Regions from separate parts of the Mus musculus genome. Here regions 2 and 3 are each linked to region 1. Evidence: chromatin contacts called from public Hi-C and HiChIP or PLAC-seq data. All regions are on one chromosome and are shown on one strand. Each heading gives the region's core, a stretch centred on a gene start, on an enhancer-like site or on the middle of the called end of the contact. The rest is flanking DNA. Distances are from core to core; before and after follow the strand shown.

What was found. Hi-C and Micro-C count contacts between places; a contact is called where the count stands out from the background. HiChIP or PLAC-seq counts read pairs in DNA pulled down with a chosen protein or histone mark.
Region 2: an H3K4me3 HiChIP or PLAC-seq map of bone marrow-derived macrophages shows a contact between it and region 1, with 7 times the contacts expected there. The contact joins two enhancer-like sites. A contact is called at or near these places in 1 of 484 Hi-C or Micro-C datasets (embryonic stem cells), 4 of 115 datasets of contacts at active chromatin or transcription factors (bone marrow-derived macrophages and embryonic stem cells) and 1 of 9 other capture datasets (embryonic stem cells).
Region 3: a Hi-C map of bone marrow-derived macrophages shows a contact between it and region 1, with 20 read pairs. The contact joins two enhancer-like sites. A contact is called at or near these places in 1 of 39 promoter capture datasets (liver), 3 of 484 Hi-C or Micro-C datasets (the HL-1 cell line, bone marrow-derived macrophages and embryonic stem cells) and 3 of 9 other capture datasets (adipose tissue, liver and pancreatic islet).

What each region holds. Positions count from the first base shown.
Region 1 is chr3:84,167,228-84,171,523 of GRCm38.p6, forward strand. Trim2 (tripartite motif-containing 2) reads right to left here. Exons shown (of 12, transcript NM_001271727.1): 10 at 4,233-4,296; 11 at 425-565. Among named protein-coding and RNA genes, the nearest start is that of Mnd1, 14 kb to the left of the region's middle. Within about 2 kb of position 2,439, at least 28 of the 459 cell types and tissues checked have an H3K27ac peak or open chromatin away from gene starts, as enhancers often do. A contact at or near this core is called in the HL-1 cell line and bone marrow-derived macrophages, where this site is marked.
Region 2 is chr3:84,637,609-84,641,904 of GRCm38.p6, forward strand. No RefSeq gene overlaps it. Among named protein-coding and RNA genes, the nearest start is that of Tmem154, 26 kb to the right of the region's middle. Within about 2 kb of position 2,318, at least 51 of the 459 cell types and tissues checked have an H3K27ac peak or open chromatin away from gene starts, as enhancers often do. A contact at or near this core is called in bone marrow-derived macrophages, where this site is marked.
Region 3 is chr3:84,448,303-84,452,598 of GRCm38.p6, forward strand. Fhdc1 (FH2 domain containing 1) reads right to left here. Exons shown (of 12, transcript NM_001205355.1): 10 at 3,068-3,185; 11 at 448-612. Among named protein-coding and RNA genes, the nearest start is that of Fhdc1, 29 kb to the right of the region's middle. Within about 2 kb of position 2,574, at least 41 of the 459 cell types and tissues checked have an H3K27ac peak or open chromatin away from gene starts, as enhancers often do. A contact at or near this core is called in the HL-1 cell line and bone marrow-derived macrophages, where this site is marked.

The DNA.
Region 1 (4,296 bases), core at 1,189-3,688:
TAAACAACAGTGTGGAGTGTCTGGGACAACTGTAATGAGACACGAGTGTGCGTGTCTCTCTCTCTCTGTGTGTGTGTGTGTGTGTGTGTGTGTGTGTGTGTGTGTGTGGTTTTTCTTAGTGACAATCATAATTTGCCCGTACTCACAATTAAGAAAACTTGATTCTTCACTTTGAGATGAGTAAAACACCCACGTAGTACCTTTTTGTTCAACGGCTACGTTGAATCCCAGCCATGGGCCCTTTAGGGGTCTGAAGAGAACAATATTCAAACCAAAAAAGGTACCTTTCCTGTTTGGGTGTTTGGTCCTTCATGTGAGGTTATCTACGGTTTAATGACTTAACCAGAAGGAGAAGCATCCTGGGTTCTAGGATGGGCACCTTCAATCCCCCCTGCTGACACGCTCCTGAGAAGAGCTGGTGTACCTGGATCCTGCTGTTCCCCCAGTCAGCCACAATGATGTTCCCATTTGAGTCCACGGCCACACCTGTTGGTGCATTAAACTGCCCATTTCCTTCTCCATTGGAGCCAAACTTCAACATGAATTCTCCTTCCTGATTAAATACCTGTATGAAATATTGAAAAACTTTTATTTAAAAATAGCTGACCCAGCTACATTGCTTTTTTCTTAAATAGCTGTCAAAGCAAGTTATTTATAATGAGACCTGTGACTTGAGAAAAGACTGAGGAAAGTCGTCTATATACTAGCCTCCTGTAGCTTGTGGTTCCCAAAGCCTATGCAATCTCATTTATTATTTATTAAATTACTCTTCTTTTTCTGCCATTTACAACTGGTTACTACATACTTGGGGTTTTTTTTTTATAAATTACAAAATACAATATGCTATAAGATATTCTGAATAAAACTTAAACTATTTATTTTAAAACACTAAATATTATCTTCAAATAAGTAGCTTTATTTACTAAATAAATAAAAATTCAAAAATGGGCACTATGTCTCTAGCAGATGGGTTGTCATTCAGTTTGGATTAGGTTTTTGTTAGACCAAATATTCAGGGTTTATTACCATTTTTACTATATCAACATAACAAGAACAAGAAGACTCATACTTAGGATTATAGGCATTATGTGTGTCAACAAGGGCGTGAACAAACCATGTTCATGGGTGAAGAATAGCAGGGGCTGTTTTATTTCCCTCAGAGGGTGCTATAGCTAAATAGTGAGTTTATAACCCCAAAGGCTTTCACTACTAGAACCAACTGAGGCTGTTCCAAGTGAGGGATGAACAGAGCTCTTAAGGAGATGGTCTCTCATGCCTGGCATGACTGATCGATCAGTTACTGTGGTTTACTAAATATTTGTATAATTGTGATACACGATACAAATATAGGTTACAGGTTTTGGAATGAAAATTTTAATGACAATGTTAAATTCATTCAATGTATCTAATGAGGCTATAGGGAACAATTGTATCTTGATGCTTCAGATGATACTTAATAGCTCTGAAATGTTCTTGGGATGTTATTTTACATATCCATTATGACGCTGCTTAAATGTATGGAAGTACTAACTAACAAATCAAGAAGTGTTGCAGTCAGGGCAGCCTTTAGAGTAAAGGTTGCTCATGTGTGGACCTCAGAGAGGTCACAGCTTTGAGCACCGATCTGATTTGAGGATGGCCTCAGGTCCTTTGAGTCCTTTCTGGCACCTTAGAAAGAAGCACAGGCAGTTCTCACTAATACATTAGGTTATGAATGCCTTGATGCAGGCTGGGAAGGCAGCGGGCACACTTTGCCTAGCCTGTATGAAACCTTGAGTTTCATCGTCAGCAATAAGAAAAAAGAGGGAAGGGAAAGGAAAAGGGAAGAGAGGGGAAGGAATGAGGGAGAGAGAAGGGGAAGGAAAAAGAGGAAGAATTTGAAAGGCTTCCTGAATTCTAGTCACATAGCCACTTATACGCAACAATGTAACTTCAGAGACCAGCGAGCATGTGTGGGGCTGGTAAGGACGCTGTTACCCTGAGCTCCTTCTGTAGTAATTCCTGCACATGATCCTTTTGGTGGTCCTTGCTTACTTGTTCACCCAGTGTAATTTACTCGGCTTAAGTACATCTCCTTCACATTGGAATTAAAACACAGACTTTGCTTTATTTTTGTTGTTCATGGGAGAGGGTCTTGATGTAGCCTAGGCTGCTTCCAGTTCCTGATCCTCCTGCCCCCTGCCAGCACCTCTGCTTTTTGCCTTGCAAGTGCTGGGAATCACAGGCATGCCCCCCAGTACCCCCTCGCTTAGTCAACTTGTGGTGAAAGCAAAAGGAAAGCCGTTCCTCTGCCCAGCTGCAGCTTTACTCAGTTTCCTGCAACTGCGGCAGGAAAGGAGTGGAAAGTTCCAGAAGTCACAGTTTCAGATCACAGCTACAGCAGGATGCCACCGTTATACTTGTTCTGATGTATAATTAGTCATCACTGTTCATTGCTGCTGTGGTTTGGATCTGAAATGTCTTCATAGGTTCATGTGCTGAAGGTTCAGTCCCAAATGCTGGGATATTCAGAGGTGAGCTTTCTAGGAAGCGAGTGGATCCTAAGGCTCTGACCTCATCAATGGATCTAATGCACTGATGGGGTCATCACTGAATGGACCAGTAGGAGGCAGCAGAAGCTGAAGGCGATCTAGCCTATCTAGAGGTGGTAGGTCACAGACGGGAGGACTCAGAGGGTATAACTTAGCCCTAGCTGTGCCTCACTTTCTTTTAGTCTCTGCAAGTCATTAGGACTGAAGCTCTGAGACCATGAACCAAAATAAACGTTTGCTCCTTGACGTTGTTATTCTCTGGTATCGGATCACAGCAGCAGAAAGCTGACACAATGGTTCCCTTTATCATATTTATGAATTAAACTGTATCATAAGTGTGCATACACAGGAAAGTAAAACCCAGAGTATCTGTAGAATCCCAGACTAATAAATGCCCCCCCCAAAACACTGCTAAAACAATAAAACCATTTTTTAAAAAACCTATAGTAGACTACTTACTAACTCTGACTTATAGATATCATATTTATTAAGCAAGAAATCACTTGAATTTAGAGTTACTGCTAACTGCTGTGTCATGGGGAAAAAAAAACTCATGCATACCATACAACAGCTGTCACAGAGGAAAAAAACAAAGCAAATGCTATCATTTCTTTAAGATGAAAAGTGAGCTTAAAGAGTTGAAATAATCTCTAGATTCTGAAACCATCACTTCTAGAACTTTGATAATCACAAACATTTTATATTTTCTGCATCTCACCTAATGCTATTGACTTAAACAGTTCTCAGATGAAGACAATCTAAGAGCTGAAATCGTTTTTATAGCTTTGCTTTTTATACTTGTATGGAGTTGTTTAATAATGTTGGTGCAACAGATCGAGCCTGGCCCCTGGTACATGCTAAGCCCATACTGTATTATTGTGGTGGTGTGAAGATGTTTGGCCCGTGGGAAGTGGCACCATTAGGAAGTGTAGCCTTGTTAGAGGAAGTGTGTCGCTGTGGGGGTGGATTCGAGGCTCCTAAGTACAGGAAGGACAGTCTTCTTCAGGCTGCCTTTGGATCAGCTCATAGAACTCTCAGCTCCTCCTGCACCATGCCTGCCTGGATGCTGCCATGCTCCTACCTTGATTATAATGGACTCAACCTCTGAACCTGTAAGCCAGCCCCAATTAAATGTTCTCTTTTATAAGAGTTGCCTTGGTTATGATGTCTGTTCACAGCAGTAAAATCCTAACTAAGACTATCATTGAGTTGCAGCCCCCAGCCCTCAGGAAATCCTCCTCCTTCTAGAAACATACACACTTCTGTCACTTCTGTCTCTATGTCCAAGCAACTGTTTTACAAATCTTTAAATCATTCTCATCATCTCAGTTTCCAATTAAGAAACTGATGTCCATCATATTTTATCTCCAAGTATGTAAGTCCATATTAAAACCTTCATGTTTGCCAGGCGTGGTGGCGCACACCTTTAATCCCAGCACTTGGGAGGCAGAGGCAGGTGAATTTCTGTGTTCGAGGCCAGCCTGGTCTACAGAGTGAGTTCCAGGACAGCCAGGGCTACACAGAGAAACCCTGTCTCGAAAAACCAAAAAAAAAAAGTTCATGTTTAAGCTGAAGCCAGATCCCCATAGGTTTACTCCATTCCGTTCCGAGTGTCTGTACAGTGCTGTACATTATTTACAACTAGACAATTTCTCCGTACAAGGAGTGCAGAGTTAACAACAGTCCGAGTACTAACAGTACCTTGACAGAGTGATTATGGAAATCTGTAATGATGATCTCATTATTGCTATTCACAGCTGCAAAG
Region 2 (4,296 bases), core at 1,068-3,567, 470 kb after region 1:
AAAAGAAAAGAAAAAAAGAAATACTCTTTCCCTTTCTCTTTGGCAGAAAGCAGAGAACATCTAGGTGTGCTTTTGCCTGAGTCACTGTGAGCTGGTGCCAGTCTCTCTGGCAGATCTCTGTCTCCTTGTTTCTGTTGATGTGATGGACAAACCAGTAAATGATGAACAAAAGAGTGGGTAGAGAGAAAGGTGAATGGCTGGAGAATTCGGAGCTTCCGTGAAGTCCCCACTCACCCAGGCCCTTCACACACCCCCACCCTCCCAACCCTGAAGCCGAGGAGAGGTGAGGCTGTTTAGCTGCAAACAAGACAATCTGCAACAACTTAAAAGGGGGTTTTCCAAGGAGAGTCGTGTAGGAGAAGGAAAACGGAAAACGCAGAAGTTCCCCCAGGAAATCCTCTGTCTAGAGTGTGGGTACAAAGTGCGCTGGGGCTCGGTAGCAGGCAGCCCTGGGCTGGGCGGGGTGTGTGTGGGCTGCTTTGCTCTCTGGGAGGCTGATGTTCCAGACCAGGAAAACCAGTTTCTGGAGATCTTTGGGTTTGGCTGAGTGCATTAACGAGCCAAAGTATGTTGATTGGGAAAATGGGCATTGGGCCACCAAGTCTTCTCTTCCCGGGGCCTGATGCTCTGACCAGGGGTACTGACTGGGGGGAGGGGGGGGGCACTGACTTCCCACACAGGAGAACACCTCAGGTTTAGGCTATGCTCCAAATCAGGATCCTCCTGACCCAGCTCCCCAGTGCTAGGATTACAGGTGTGCACATCCAGGCACATGGTCCTCGACACTGTCCTGCTGTTCCTGGTCTGGTCATTGCTCCCCCTGCTGTATTGCGGAGAGTGAAACCCAGGGAGGTTGCCTGCAGAGCTGGGGCACCTGCCTTGGGCCCACGGCCTGAGGGAAATGGGTTTAATCGCAGTTAACTGAGTTTGGGTTGGCTACAAGAAGCCCTAGCACCAGGTAACTGCACTTCAGCCATTCGTGCCTTTGAGGGTGCTTTTCTGAGCTTCATCTCCACTACCACATTGCTGGGTGGAGTTCTCAGAACTCTTCTGGTTTGAGAGTCGCCTAATTGACAAATCTAAATTAAAAAAAATTTTTTGATACAATAGGCCTAAGAGGTTTTCCATTTTAAAATATTTATTATTATTGTTATTATTATTATTATTAATTTGTGTGAGGGGTGGGGGTGTGTGCACACGTGCGCCCCACATGGCATGCATGCCCTGGAAGACAGAAAAGGCTGTGTCAGGTTTCTTAGAGCTAGAGTTACTGGTAGCCGTGAGCTGCCTGTTATGGGTGCTGGGAACTGAACTTGGAATCTTTGCAAAACCTGTAGTGCTTACCCACTGAGCCACTGATCAAACTAAGATCTTTCTAACAGCAGGCCTGCAGCTCCATTGCCGCAGAGGGAGGGAGTGACCTTCAGCATCATGAGAACACAGCACAAAGGGCCCTACCCTGTCCTGCCCTGCCCTACCTCACCCCACCCTGCCTCACCCCTGTGGCCTGCATAGTCTCTGCAGGTAGGAAGGACAGTATGGAGTATTAGGGCCTCATGTTTCTGCTCACTTGGCTGTGTAATAGACACAGAGGAGGCCCATGGCTACGCTCCATGGATGACTGCAAGAAACACTTGTTTCCAACGCTACAGACAGAACTTCCTAACCCAGTGCTGGACAGCTTCATCCGAGTGGCTCAGTTTATAATGCAACCTAAATTCACAGATAGGAGCTGCCTCTCTCCCAGGAAATCATGGCTCTCCCTTTGTCTCTAACACAGGCATGGCCAATCCCTGCTTCCTCCCACACTCCTGCCCTCAGAAGTCCACACACCTAACTGGATGACTTGGTGACATTCTGGCCTGCTTTACCAGATGTTTTCAACCTGTAACCAGCAGCCACACTTAGCTTCTTGTGACTGAAGATAGTTATAAATGTAGTTATAAATGTAGCCCACAACACAACGTAATAAATGGACCTAGAACATGAGTTAGTTTCTTCTGTAGTATTTTTGTAACTCATTTCGTGGTTACTGAGCATGAACTTTGTAGAAGATATCGTTGTGTTGCAATGGCAGAAGGTTGGACTTGTCTAGGTCTCCTCTATCACAGCATATTACACTTGAGACAGCCTCAAGCAACATCTAGGTTTCTGTCACCACTGTGCCTCCAACCAGCTACTAACAGAATTCAAAGTGTATCAGGATCGGGGCTGCAGCTCCTCCCCCAACTGTTCCATTCCTCCAGACGGGAGCAAGCAAGGTCATTTCCCCAGGACACAGTGGGCATTCCCTCCCTGGTTGCTTTGGTCACTCTTCCACTGGGCTTGCGCCACTTCCACCACCACCCCCAAGCTCCCAGCAGCTGTCCTTTAGGTGCTGTGAGCACAACCAGCTGCAGGCTGCCTGCTGTCCCCTAAGACATGGGGATTGTTCTTCTAGGATAGGAATGGGGGACACAGGGCAGCTCTCCTCAGGCCCTCCCTTGAGAGAAGGGGTGCCTTGCAAATTACAGGAGATAAACATTCATTTGCATGATTAAATGAATCACCTTATCAAAGGCTCATACCCGGGCATCTGCGATTTCCGAAGGTCCCATTATCAGCTCATTTCCGCCTAGAAAGGTCAATGATAATCTCTTTGGAAGAGAGATTCCCTTAGAGTCAGTCTGCAATATTTAATACTTAACTGCGCCAGCAGCGGGCAAGGCCTTTGGAGGGCTGTCCTGGGATCAGAGTTAAACTGTAGCGTATCTCAAGTTCTCCTTTCTTTCCCTGGGCTCCCACAGGATCAAAATTAGGAAAATAATTAAGAACTCTTCCTAATTACCAGTGTCCTGGCTTCCCTTTCTGCTCAATAATTTCCAGGTCTATCTATAGCACGTTCAGTCTTAGCTGCAGAGCTGTCTTTGCCAAAACCCAATATACAAGATAGAAAAACAGCAGAGGCAGCCGTGATTTTGCCTGCTAGAGTCTTCTAACTTCAGGAGTGTTTGGGGGTTTTCTGGGACCCTGGTTGCTACCAGTAACTACAGGGCATCTCCAGGACAAAGGAAGGCCTGCATTAGCCTGCACTCGGTGGAGTTTTCTAAGCAGTGATTAAATGCCTGTTTAAAATCAATGATTAAGTCATTAGTTAAACAGTTCAGCAGATCATGGTCTGACGTTTAGTAATGACAAATCTTCCTGGACCTCGCTGCGGATGGAAAGGTTTGGATTTCTATCCAAGCTTAGAGAACGGATATCCACCTTTAACAAGATCTGTATCTAGATTGAATGTTAGGGAAGGTTAAGATCTCTTAAAAACAGATTTTAAGAGCCAATGTCATACAAACCAACAAAAAGGACAAAATCTCCTGTCAGCTATTCTTCACTCTGCAGGGACTTGCCTTGTCTCAAGGCACAAAGGGCCTCATCATAAGGCTTCCATCCGTCCACGAGCTCCTCTGGTCCATCTCTTCCTAGAGGCAGCTGGAGTTGAGGCTTAGAGGAGGTGGTGAAAGGGAAGGATGGGGGAGTAGAGGGACTTGTAGCTTAGATTTTTTTTTCAAATCCTATTTTTAATAACGGTTCTTAAATGCTTTAACCTCCCTTCTAGCCCACCACCCACCGGAGGCAGTAGAAAAGAAAGGTTATTAGGATACAGGGAAGATGGACCTATTTAAAAATTGTTGTTTGGAGCAAATTCCATCTGCCTTGTCAGGAAATCAGCAGTTCAGTTCACAGAAGACAACAGCAGCAGCAGCAGCTCATCCACTCCCAAACATTGCACGAATACAACAGCAGTTCAGTTCACTGGCACAAGTCAGCAGGAGAAGCTCTCTGCCATGCCTCTCTTAAGGAAATGAAGATGCTGGGAGATCAACTAACTATGCAAGCAAGCCATCTCTGTCCATTGAGTCCTATTTATACTCCCTTCAAACATCATGTGTCTTCCATGTGTCTGTCTTAGCAAAACTCCATGTGAGTCTGAATCATTGACTCATGATGTCAGCTGACATCAGTCTGCCAATTGGCCCACATCCGAGGAAGCAGCAAAAAGCCACCAAAACATCACCAGAAGTATTTTGGTGCATTTCTCTCTATGGAGTCACAACAAACTGAGCTCAGTTATGCATTTCAAGGTGAACCTATGCATGCATATTGTTAGAGAAGAATCTTTTGTCACACGTCTTTTCATGGTCTTGCTTTAGCAACGTTCATCCTTTCACCTGTGTCTGCTTCAGGAAAACACTCCTTCACATGTTTGCCCCAGCAAAAGCCATCCAACACAACTGACTTTCCAAAGAACCCTTAAGT
Region 3 (4,296 bases), core at 1,324-3,823, 280 kb after region 1:
TTCAGATAAATGTTTCCTTTACCAAGGACCAACAACCTGGGAAGTTTTCTGGCTTCTGAATTCAATTAAGAGACCACTTCTAGGCTATTCAAACTTCCCTAGAGGCTGACATTTCCTCCTAGGGAAGGGCTGAGAAAAAGAGTCAAATGTGCAGGAAACTTCCAAGTCCCATTACCATAAGCAGTGTTGGCTAGCAAAATGTTTCTAGGGCATTCTGCATGCTGTATGAGTAGCAAAGGCCAGAGGCCACCATGCCAGAGTCCTGATACTACAACAGAGTCACCTCCTACTCATCCGGGCCATGAGCCTGGCATGCCACCCGGCCAGACGGTCCTGAAACCAAAGAACTGATGACCATCTTTCTGCCACAGGCAGAGGACTAGGTCAGTAAGCAGGAAAATGAAAATCCCAAGGACCCTGGGAACAGGGCAGTGCCACCATTCATACCTTAACTGCTTTGTTGAATCTGGTACAGAAGTCTCTGAATATCTGGAAGCATTCATCCAGTTTCATGGTTTCTTTGTCTTCGCAGAAAAAGTCTATAAGGGTGTGAGCTTCACCCTGCAGCTCCCGTTTCCAGAGTTCCAGCTCCGCCAACTTCTCCACAGCAAACTACATGGAAACAAACAGGGACGCGTGTGGTAAGCAAGGTCAGCTGAGGTGGACACAGTACTGGGGTTCCATTTCAGGTTTCTGGAAAGGGAAGGCTGCAAAGGCCGCTCGGAGCCAAAAGGAAAACGAGTCAACTCAAACCAAAGCTCAAGGGAACAAGGCGACCTCCTACCCGAGACCCAGAGGCCACAAAATGAACTAAAGGAGCCAGAAGGGGGTGGTGCACACCTGTAATCCCAGCGTTTGGGAGCTGGAGACTGAGAGACAGGGAGTTCAAAGCCAGCTGGGTTAACACAGTGAGACCCTGTCTCTAAGTAAATCAACATGGAGCCATAACCCTCATGTAGAATGTCATTAACCAAGATTTTTTCCCTTTAAGACCCTTAGAGAAGTTGCCAAGGCAAACAGCTTGTCGTCATTTAGAATTTCGGTTGTATTTGCTTTTCCTCCTCTTAAAACAGACTCTCCTTTGGGCTGAGGTCTCGGAAGTTAACTTGTCCTGACAAGCTGCCCATGCTGTTCTGCTGAGAGGGGAGCTACACTCCATCCCAAATACACTCTATTAGGTCACTGTCCCGACTGCCCAGGATGGGAGACTGGAGTACTCCCTGAGCAGCTGTACCCCACATGCAGCAGGTTTGGGGTGTATCAGAACTCCCTAAGAGATTCGGGTAGGTCCTATCCCAGTCCCTACTGTCCTTGGCTCCTCTGGGTTATGGCTGCCAAGAATTTCAGTGCTACTTCATCAAAGTCCTCAGCGTGACAGAAGACCGTGTGTCCCCAGTACATTCCCAAGTCATAGAGAGTGGGCTGGTGATGCCCAAGGGTCACAAGGCATAGTTCCCTGATATAGGTTAGCGACTGCCTCTGAGCCATGAGGTGGCTGTGTGTGGCGAGAAAGGGGGTTGAATGTTTGAGCTGCTGCGTGGACAGCTTTCATTGCTGCCATATTTACTAAGCTTATATGAGAAGGAATGTAGGAAGCATATTGTTTCGTGAAATGACAAGTATGTGTGTATCTTAAGAAAGTCTACCTGTGAGGAAGTTCTTTTGGAGTGAGTGGCTGGGCTTAAGGTATAGGAAAGAAACAGGTTGCCCTCCTTGGAGGAGGGAACACTTAGCCAGCTACACAGCAGAAGTGTACCAGTTCAACCGCTTTCCCCTTAGCCAGCCTTTGCTTAACATTCTAGGGATGGTGGGAAACAAAAACTATTTAGGAAAGTGAAACCAGAGAGAGAGAGAGAGAGAGAGAGAGAGAGAGAGAGAAACCACCTGAGCTGATGGCCCAAGGCAGCGAGAGCCTTCCTGATGTGGCTTCGAAGAGAAGAGGGTATTCACAGAAAGATAATGCTTTGTCCATTGCTCTTCTGCAGGGCAAACAGCTAAGAACAACTGCGGAAGAGTGGGCCTCCTGACAAGAACTCCTATGACTTAGCCGCAGACCCTGTGGGGATGGATGGATGGATACCAGGAAGAAACGGCCTAACAGAGCCCACGTTGCACCTGGGACAGCCAAACACTCTAAACACTGGCTGGAAAAACAGTCACAGTGGAGTTGGATGCCATGAATTCTATAGCATCCTGCACAGAACCAGAACTTCATGCACCCGACTGTGCTTGGTACTGCTCTGCACTGAGAGATGGCAGCAGCCTCTGGGTTGCAGTTGCACCCTGGGTGGTATACACAGCCCCTGCCTAGCAGGCAGAAGGCCTTGGTTTCAAAGCAGTGAAGACTTTGATTGGCAAGTATCCATCCTCCCCCCCCCCCCCAGGGCAGCCCTGCCTTGGCTCAGGGGTCTCACGGGAGGCTGAACACAAGAGAATGGAGGTTTGGCTTTGGTTTTTAAATAAGGAAGGCAAAAAAAAAAAAAAAAAAAAAAAAAAACACGTCAGACTATGTGATTAGTGAGTCACCCTGAGTTGTCACAAACACATCCACTCTACTGGTTTTTGTTGATGTTATTCAGAGTGGCTCCTGCCACACCCTGTGGGCTGATGACATATTCATGTGTTGATGGGTACCTAAGCTATGTGTGCCCTGCTGCTCCCAGCAGAAATCTCACAGGTACGATGTGTCTCACTCTTCTACAGAAACATGAGGCATATCAGCTCAAGTACTCCAGTGTCTGGATGTTCTATGGGACTCTCTCCCATTGTCCAAAAATATGAAGGCTACAGAATCAAATCTCAAGGTGCCAGGCAGGTTCTCAGGGAGAGAGGCTTGTGCTGCTGCCATTTCGGTGCAGGGAAGAGTAATCAGAAGACCCAGGCACCATCATCAGAAGCCATTTCTCCTGCTAGGATCATCATCGCTGCGCATCCTCTGCCATGGAAGGGCAGCGGGGCGCGAGGATCCTCGTACGCACTTGGGGTAAAAGCATGATTGGGCGCTTGCTGCCTGCACAAATCAAATAGGCAGGCCTGCCCAGATTGCTGGATGCTAAGAGGGACTGACCTGGAGGAAGTCTTCCATCTGCTGGCACAGCTCCTGGTCAAGCTGGATGTTTTCCTGCAGCGATTTCGTTCTGACAAAGAGAGAGTGCAGCTCTGCCTCGGTGATATCCAGAGATAATCTGCAGAAGGAAGTGGGGAGTGGGCAGCTGGCACCAGGGCACCAAGCCTGGAACAGGACAGCCACTGGGGTCACATTTACCCACTTTTGTGTTTAATTCTGAGTGAGTCTCCAAGACATTTAGTGCTTCCTCAACACACAAGAATTAAGGAAAGCAGGCTGACAACCAGCCCAGCCCACAGGCAGGGCTGGAATTACTTTTCACACAGGAGGTCTCAGCACCTCTGTGTGACAAGCATCATGACTAAAATCCAGTGAGATGCGGAGCAGCTGCCTTCCCTGTGTTAGGATGCTCTCCTAACTGAAAGGGACCCAGGCAATGGAGGCTGACTTTTAGACTTCCTCTAACAGGTCACAGGCAGCCAGATTCTACCTCTCCCTATACGTTACAGAGAAGGGAAACATGGCCGACAACAACATGGCTCATGCTCTGCAAATGAGCAGCTGGACTTGGTTCTAGCCATTGAATGCCCACAACGGGTTTTGTCAGCAGGGAAGGGAGCAGGCAGAACCCAAAATCCAGGGGAATTTTGTATATTTGGATGCATTCATGTTGACATTATGAATGTTAGGGTTGTTGTTGTTGTACAAAAGGTTTCCCCCCTTTACTGGCCACTGGCGTCCATTGGAGAAGTCACCAGACTTCACTTGTGCATGTCGCTCACCTTCCCCTTCACATAAACAAAGCCTGCTGGGAGGAGCTATCCAATACAAACAAGAAATGCTAGCTCAAAAATACATTCATCTTCTCTCTATATATATTTCTATAGTATTAACACAGTAAAAATACTTGCATATTAGTTTCTATTAGGGGTTTTTAAAAGTTTGTATCTTATGTTTGTTTTTCTTGGAGCATAATCTAGTGAACTGTAAACATGAATTATGAGGTGTTTAATCTTTGTAATGGTAATCCTCCTGTTTGGATGTCAGTAACAGACACTCTCTAATGACAGGATTGAGTTGTGGTTTATTTCCTTATTTGTAGATGGTTCGTGCTGTCATGACAACTACAGTCCCTCGAATAATAACGACATTATATAGACAGGCATGTTAGCAGATGCCTACAGTCCCAGATTCTCAAGAAGCTGAGGCAGGAGGGTCATTTCAGCTCA